Regions from separate parts of the Arachis hypogaea genome. Here region 1 is linked to region 2. A link is a contact called in public Hi-C data. All regions are on one chromosome and are shown on one strand. The core of a region is the stretch at or near the end of the contact, and the rest is flanking DNA. Distances in the headings are between cores, read along the strand shown.

Region 1 (4,504 bases), core at 796-3,295, 45 kb after region 2:
CTTACCTCATACTCAACTTAATTAATTTTTAATAAAATAGTTTCTAAAATTATAAAATTCAAACTTAATAAGATAAAATCATAACTTATTCATATCTAGATTTTTAAAATTACGGGATGTTATAACAACTGCCTACAACGATCAAAATTCACTAGCAACTGCAGCCACTCAAAAGAACATGTGTAGTTGACTTGTCCATGAAAAAAAATCCTTTGATAAACATTATTAAGTAGCACCTGACATACTTACAGAGTGTATCCAGATCTGTCCCAGCTAGAATGTGTATAACCCTATTTCTCAGCCAGGTCATCCTCAAACCGAAAACCTGCTTCGTATTTTCTAGCTATGGTTGCGGCCCGTCGTCAAGTAAATCCTCAACCATTCTCACGTGGGGTGTCTATGGTACTGTTGGAAGTCTCTAGTACAACTCCCAATCGACCCACCCTCAATGCGCAGACCAAGAAGGTAAGCAACATCTTTGAAGCGTAATGCTGACCTCACCCCATAGAAAATGGAAGTTGTAGGTCTCAAGCCTCAATCGCTCGATAAATACAGAAATCAAGAAATTGTCAAATATAAAATCACTCAATTCTACTACATATCCAAATCCTACATCCCTGAGATAAGACAATAGGATGTCCGACAGGGAAAGGCCCAAGGTCAGACGGCATGGCAACAACAATCGAGATCTCAACAATAGTTACAATATTTACTCTTGCAAATTAATCTCGTTTAAATTATTAATTATGTTTAATAATTATTAAATATTATAAACTAGTAAATAAATATCATTAATAAAATATCATATTTCATACAATATTAATATTCATTACTATTATTCACATTATTAATGAAACAAGGAACATGAAACAAGATTTACAAAATAAATTATTTATGTTGCATTATTCTAATCTAACATGTAGTATTCTAGATCATATCAATTCAACTATAGATTTTAACAAAAAAAAAATGATCTAACAACGGTATTATTTGAATAATATATTTATTTAATTTAACTAATATATTAATTTTACGTTTAACTATTATATTTATTTAAGTTAACTTAAAATTATTTCTAAAAATATTAAAATTTATTATACTTACCTAATAGAGCTTTCTAACTAACAAAATCAAAATACCTAATACATTAACTAAATTAATAAAGCTTAAATACATAAACTAATTATTTATTAAAAATAAAAGAGGAATAAAAAACCTAACCTCAAAATTCAAAACTTCAGCTATGTGCCAAGTCGCATTACATCAGTTGATGTCTCCATCGTGAACATATTATCAAAGGCTATCTATATTTCAGGAACTCGAATTTAAGATGTTACAAAGTTACAAAATTCTTAAAAATTCTTTAAATAAATGAAAATCTCGGTTGTAACTAATTTATATAGGTCTCTAACTATATTTCAAATGTTGTGACCTATTTTTTTGCGTTTGAGCGTATCTCGGATACTAAAATCCTAATCAATGTTTAAACGTATCTCGAATGCTCAATATCCGTTTCTATACATGATACGTATTCTAGATGTACTCAAAATATGTCAGCCATTTTTTTACATCATAATTCGAGATCTCAATACTCAAAATACGCTTATAATTAATTTATCCTTTTAATATTTAAAATATGATATGTTGTATATTTAAGTAATTTCTCTCTATTTTATCTATTTTTGTAAATTTTATATTTATTTAATTTAAATAAAAAAGTTCCGTCAGAATCATGCACAAAGCTCATCAGGTAGATATCTGATCTCTCTAATCTATTCGATTTCTCCAAAACAAATTAAATATAGCAATACACTAAAAGGTTACTTTCCAAAGTATAAAAAATCCAGTCCTATAATATTCATGCACACCAACCCATATAAAAAATTAGTTATCAAATAAAGTTTTCTATTATCTATATATATATATATATATATATAATAATTGATTTTTAATGACAACTAGTATTTTTTATAACATTATTATGATTAGTGGAATATCAATACGTATACTTAAAGAACATGTGGACACCTTAGCTACACCTTAGCTAACTAGGTTCTAGACCAAAGGGCCGGGGAATAAGAAATAAGGTGTCTCCTATTGGCTTCCTTTTTCCTCCTTATATGAAACAACAGCTGTTAAATTAAAACTAAAGATATGGTATTGAAAAGTATTTTAAGACCTTTTTATTCCGAAAAGGAAAAAAGCATAAAGATTTCCGTTAATAAAACTTAATTTCTGCATTTCCTCAAAACAATGTTATTTAAATACTTCTAATCAATTAGTAAAATTTAATTAAAATAATAAATCAAAGTTTTACATTTTTAGATAAAATTTAAATGTGAGGTAATTAATTTAATTAAGAGTGTATTTAGATAAGGTATTGTTAAATTTCACTGTATTTTATATATAAGAAAATTATTTAAATACTATAATTAAATCCTCTTTCATTTCTAAAATATTTTGTTTGATTGAGATAATTATATTAGTTATATTTTATAATTTTTTTTGAAAACACAATTAAATTAATTTCATTCGTAAACTATTTAAGAAAAGTTTTTCATATATATATATATATATAGGATTATCTGAAATTGGGTTATTTTTTGGCCTGAACGTGAGGTCTAAACTCTTTTAGGGGCAGCGTCCGACTTTCTTGTTGTCGAGGTGCCACCGTCCGAGTTTCTCACGAGGAGGTAGCTACTTGAGGGTGTCAGTGGTACTTGCAAGGAACTCTGATACTTAAATTAGCAAGGGTTTTAAGTAGATTTTTTAGTAGATTGGGCTCTGAATATACTTGAGGGTGTCAGTGTATTTATATTAGAATAGATAATCACCTTTTAGTGTAGTTTCAACTTTGATGGTAGATAATTGTTTCCTTTTTCTAGAAAAGTTGTTGAGATCTCCCTTTTAGATAAATAGGAGATATCTTAGGAGTTAGTTACTTATTTTGATAAGTAGGGCTGCACTACTGTCATTGCGCCCGGCCTCTATGAGGTCGGGTAGGTGTAGAGGATGCATGATCTCTTGCATGGGCCTTTATCCTTTTTGGGCTTAGCTTTATTTTGGGGCAGGGTATGAACAGTGCCCCTACTTGAGCCAGGACTTTTATAAGGTCGGGCTCGAGCATTTATAGTTTTAGTCTCCCACGTCGGGTATACCGCCTTTGGTAGGTCGGATACTCGATGTGTTTTTAAAAAATTTTGAAATGTTGCGTGTCTTTATGGTACTACACATGTTACTTTTGTGGTTACTTTGAGAATCGTACACGTCATTAAAGAGGGGACGTGAAATGACTTTTTTGCCCAGAGTGTTTTATAAATCTTCAAACTCATTTCTCTTTCCTCTTTTTGGCTTCCTAGAAATGTTTACTACTCTCTTTTCTTTCCTCGGAATTTCTTTGTTTTTCTTCACAAACTTCTTCAAGATTTCTCCATCTTGAGTTATTGGGAGTCTCTTCTTATTCAACGAAGGTGTTTGGATCGTACGTGGCTTGCTGCTATTGTGCTCCTTTTTCTTTTCGTAATCCTTTAAAGTTGGTCTTTTATCTATTCTTTAAATTTCTTTTCCATGTTCTGGCATTCTGGATAGCATTCTTTTTCCTTATCGATGACCCTTGTGTATGTAATGGTGGCATTTTTAGGATACTGTTTGTCTGAAATGTTACATCTTTTTTTTTATCTTGAACTTTGTTATTTGCTGCTTGAAAATGTGAGCAATTTTTGTGTTGGACTGTCCCCAAATGATGCCATTTTCAATAGATTAAGTGGCACCATTTCTATATCTAAAAATGTAGTGGTTTGGTTGTGTTTATGGGAATTTTAAAAGCTATAACGTTTTTTGGTATTGCTCACGTTGACTTGACTTAATATGAGTTTGTGGATACTTTATTATACCTAACTGTCCGACTTGTTATGACGATTTTTCCTTGTTTGTTATATTGTAGGTATAGTATTTGATATCTCATTCAGTAATTTACAATATGTCCTCTAAAGTACTTTTCGATCTGACTTAGGTAGATATATCTATGCTTACTCCTGTCCCTGTTATTGATAAATAGTATACTGAGACTTTTCATAGACATTATAGGCTATGCTTAAGTCGGGAGGATGAGAGAAACTATGAGATTGTAGTGGTTGACCTTGAAGAGAGAGTTTGTTTTTCCCGATTAGATAGGTTGAAACGTCACTTTATCTACATATACGATTGTCTTTTTTATGAAACTAGGAGTTAGCATTCCTTTTTCTGATTTTGAGTCCGAGGTCCTCAAGCTTTGTAATGTCGCCCTTTTCCAACTTCATCCACCTCTTGAGGTTTCTTGAAAATTTATCAACTTTTGTGTTATGCTCTTGATGTACTTCCCTCTGTTAAAGTTTTCTTTTACCTTTTTGTTCTTACAAAGCCTTTTAGTTCCAAAGAAACAAGGCTAGATCTCTTTTTGAGCTGTTCAAGAAAGGAAGGTCTTTGTCATATGATTCCTTTCATGACTTCAAAAATTACTTTTTTA
Region 2 (4,365 bases), core at 195-2,694:
GAGGTATGCCAACTGAGAAGACCCTTTTTCAGTGAAATTTGTAAGCTCCATGAGGCGCTTGAAATCGGCTATAGTTGGCTCCTCTATGATTGTAACATCCTCTAACATATCCTGCTCCCTTCCAGGCTTTTCGATATTGAACTGCTTTCCAACTTCACTTCCAATATCTTCAGGCCACATTGAAGGCAGGATTTCAATTTCCATGTCCTCAATGCACTCCCTCTCCTTCTCACACACCATGATAGCACAATGATTAGTCTTTTCTTCTACACAGATTCAATTTGTTCATCATTCAATACAGTTGCAACTTCACCAACTCTTTTGCTTTTTCTGTGTAGAAATAGATTAATATTCCAAGAAAGGAAAATTAAATATGTGAGTCTAATCATTATGGCCATATTAAAATCAGAAAGGAGCCAATTTACACTTTACAGCACACATCAGCAATTACATGGAAGAACAGGCCAAGGGTGATTGTATTTCATAATAAAATCTATGAAGAAAGGGGAAACAAAATATATATGAACTCTAATGTTGGTAAACAATGACAATTTTTAAGACTTTGTTTATGAAAAATCGATGCAAGTATTTTAATACGCAACAAGTTGACCAACCTTCCGGAAAAACCGAAAAAGCAATATAAAACATTTAATTCAAAGTAGCAAGGATTAGGGAACTTAAGAAGCCACCAAACAGATAAGTTTGAGGAGAAGAACGAGCATAAGAGAAGGAACATGATAAGGATCAAAAGCTACTTTCTGGTATCAAAGATATCCTAATGCAGAAAACAAGCTAATCCATACATTGGGCAAAGACCAAAGCCAATACACATTTTCACAGGACTTAGAAACAATAAAGATAATTAGCTGATAATTAAGCTAATCACTATGAGTTAATTAAGGCCTGTCATTAATAAAGATGAAGAGTTGAAACTTGAAAATATGAACTCTGAGGAATCTCTTCAACTGTGAAGTCAAAATCATTCAATCATACAATCATTAATCACTTCAAAAGAAAAGGCTAAATAAATAACTTTGTAAATTTGCATTGTAAGGTAAAAAAGGAACAAACTTTATTTAAAAAACATAAACCAGATAAGCATGTGCATTTTAAGAGCTCAAAAAAATGGTACTAAGAAATAATATTCTTAACCCTTGTTGTTGTTGTTATAGTAGTTGCTGTGAGGCAACAATTACCTTGAGACTCTCACAGTTTTTTCTTCCTCTTCAAAACCCTCAGGTTATGCCTCATCAAACAATCAAAGTATCAAATGAATCATATATGGATTATATATTTATATATATAATGTAATGTTGCTTCCACTCTCTCTCTCTCTCCCTGTCCATGAAAACAGAACATAATCATCCAATCATAGAAAATGGATTTTTCTTCTTTTTTTTTTTTTTTAAATCCACAGGAAACCATTGCTTTTGCTGTTCCCCGCTCTTTACTTTACAGGGTGCCAGATATATAATAGATAATATATTTATTAATTATTATTACTTGTTTTGTTTGTGATGCATGGTACGTAAGTCAAATGAGAAAAATTAACACGGCGGTTATGTATATCCTTACGGTTAAGCCAGGTCGAGTTCTCTCTCACTTAATCACCTTGTATTAAACCAATATAAGTTTGTCAAGTAATAAGCTCTTAGATAAGTGTCAGTGGTTCGAATTTTGTCTTATATATGCAATAATTCATTAATCAGTGACAGATTTTTAAATAGAATTTAGATTCGCGATGAATTAAGTTTTAATTTATCAGATTAAAAAATACCGTGACAAAAAAAAATTACATTGTATTAAAGTTTGATTAAGAGTAGATTAGAATTTAGAAGTATACGTGTTTTGTGAACTAATAATAACTACTACCTTAGTTTAGGTAATAATACTTTACTACAACATGCTGCTTAATTTCTTCCTGACGGTTGTGTTTAATTACATACTACGCTGGTGATTCCAGCTCTTTTCTAGTTAATCCATGTATGTTTTAAGAACCTTAATTAAAATTTGTTGGAATTTTAGAATTTTTACCTAAAATTATTGATGTTAAACTACTAAGAAAGATATAGGTGTACTTAAATTTAGGTTCTTACTAGTATTTTTACCCGTAATACTATTACGGAAATATAAATCTTTTAAAATTACGTAGATCTAGGTATTATAGATTATGATACGAAAAATGTATAGTATTAAATTATTTTTATAAAATAGTCGTAAGGGATAAAAGTCTCCGTCGGCTAAAAAGACCAGAGTTTTAAACAAAATTAAATAATAAATTTTTTAGTTATTATTTTCAAACGAAAGAGTTTAATTTTTTTACTTAATTTTAACATCCGTTATCTAAAATTTAAAAGAATTTAACGTGTATATTTTTATATTTGATTAGGTATTAAGTTTGTTGTACAAATAGAAATAATTAATTTTTATGCTTGCTATTTAAAAATAATATTTTTCTATATATATATATATATAATTAGATATTAACATAAAAAAATTTATATTGATAGTTATAAAATTAACTCATTTTTTTTAAAATAATTGAATCTTGATTCTAACTTTTAATCACAGTATTAGTAATTTTATTAAATTATATGTAATAAATATTTAAAAGAAAAGAAGTGAAAATATATATTAAAAAGATAAATAGTAAAAATTTAAAATTAAATAAAAAATATGTATATAATAATATTTTTTATTTAAATTATATTATGTTGTTAATTTTATTTTTTATAAAATATAAAGGTAGAGAAAAATAGAGAATGAGAGAAAAGAGAGAGAAAGATAAAGAAGAAGAATGAGAGAGGAAATTTGTTAATTTTAGAAGTTAAGAAAATTTTTTATTTTAATTATAATGAAAATATCTGGTGACACATTTTGATTACTAATATAAAATATGAATTATAAATTATATATAGAGTGGGAAGGATGGAGAGAAATAAAAAAAAAGAGAGGTAGATAAGAAAATATAAGAAGTATGTTTACTAATTTTAGAAAAAATATTTTCTCTAAATTTTAATAAGAGAGTGTCATGTGACACATTTTAGTTATTAAATTAGTTAGTAATATATAAATATAATATATAATATAGCTATATTTTAATTTTAGTATTTTAATTTTAATTTAATTTTAGAAAAAATCGAAAATACCCCCTAGGATCAACAAGGGAAGGAGGGGCAAAAAAGGAAAGCAGTCCGAACGTTCTTTTATAATAAATTTTCTCTCTGAAAAAATGCAACTGTCAACGCACCTCGAGAAATACAACAGCCGCAAGAATGCGTAAAGCCCAGACCAACAGCTAACACAGAGTCCAAGGGCAACGACCGAAGAATTGCTCGCTCCGACATTAGGGAACTCGTTAAAACGACCTCTCGAGTTCGAAACCCATTCCAACAAACGACCAATATAGCCACAAACGGCGAAGCCATGTCCTCCAGTGACAAAGATCGACCTCACTCGCTCTCCCGCTGCGGGGGCAACTGTTACGGATCCAATCCCCGGATCCGTCGCCTGATCCGGTCCCTAAACCCGGTTACCCAGATTCAGCCCACTTCGCCATTCTAGAAGGCCTAAAACCGGCCCTCTACAATTTCTAACCAACATTCAAATTCAAATACTTCTTTATCTTAGCCAAACAAGATAAAATAAAATAATTGTCATCACCTATATAAAGGGGTCCTAGTCCCCCTCAGGTACGTCACTCATTCCACTCACCTCATACCTCTTAGATCCATTCTGACTTGAGCATCGGAGTGTCTTTGCAGGTACCACTCCACATTGCTCCAGTCAGATAATCCGGCGACCACCTTGACTCGCAAGTCTCCGATCCACCTTACAACTCGTACCAGAGATATCTAGTACACACTTAGTCATCAATATTTAAAAATATGAAATAAAATGTTATTGAATTACTTGATTAGAAGAATTAAACTAAAAGAATTTAATTAATGACTAAGTAATAGTCAAAAATAATAAATTCTGATGTATCTAACATTTCTCTTTTAATATTTAATTTCATGTTTAGCATGATTTTAATTACGGTTACTTTTTGTAATAGAATATTCCACTTAGCCACAGTTATAACTGTGCTAAGTAGGTGTTGACCATGGCAAATTAAAAGTCTCTGCGGTTGGTTAACAGACTAAAAACTATAGCTAAATAAAAGAGTGTCACCCCCTTTAGTTGTCGCAAAAATATCGTTGTCACGATTTTTTTGGTGGCTAAAATCTGTATTTTTAATAGTGTAGTACTATTGTTGTTGCTGCTGTTACTACTACTAATAATAATCGAAAAAAATACAGGATTTACGTGTTCGTACTAACCGATATTAAGCCCTAACCAGATACTAGCTAGTGTGGATTTATT

The links. Hi-C and Micro-C count contacts between places; a contact is called where the count stands out from the background.
Region 1: a Hi-C map of leaf shows a contact between it and region 2, with 1.7 times the contacts expected there. The contact joins the enhancer-like site here to the promoter of LOC112784339 in region 2. A contact is called at or near these places in 2 of 8 Hi-C or Micro-C datasets (both in leaf).

What each region holds. Positions count from the first base shown.
Region 1 is chr20:118,666,811-118,671,314 of arahy.Tifrunner.gnm2.J5K5, forward strand. No RefSeq gene overlaps it. Among protein-coding and RNA genes, the nearest start is that of LOC112782962, 22 kb to the right of the region's middle. Within about 2 kb of position 2,046, at least 1 of the 3 cell types and tissues checked has open chromatin away from gene starts, as enhancers often do.
Region 2 is chr20:118,622,737-118,627,101 of arahy.Tifrunner.gnm2.J5K5, forward strand. LOC112784339 (histidine kinase 5) reads right to left here and starts at 1,445. Exons shown (of 13, transcript XM_025827498.3): 1 at 1,197-1,445; 2 at 1-330. The coding sequence starts at 240.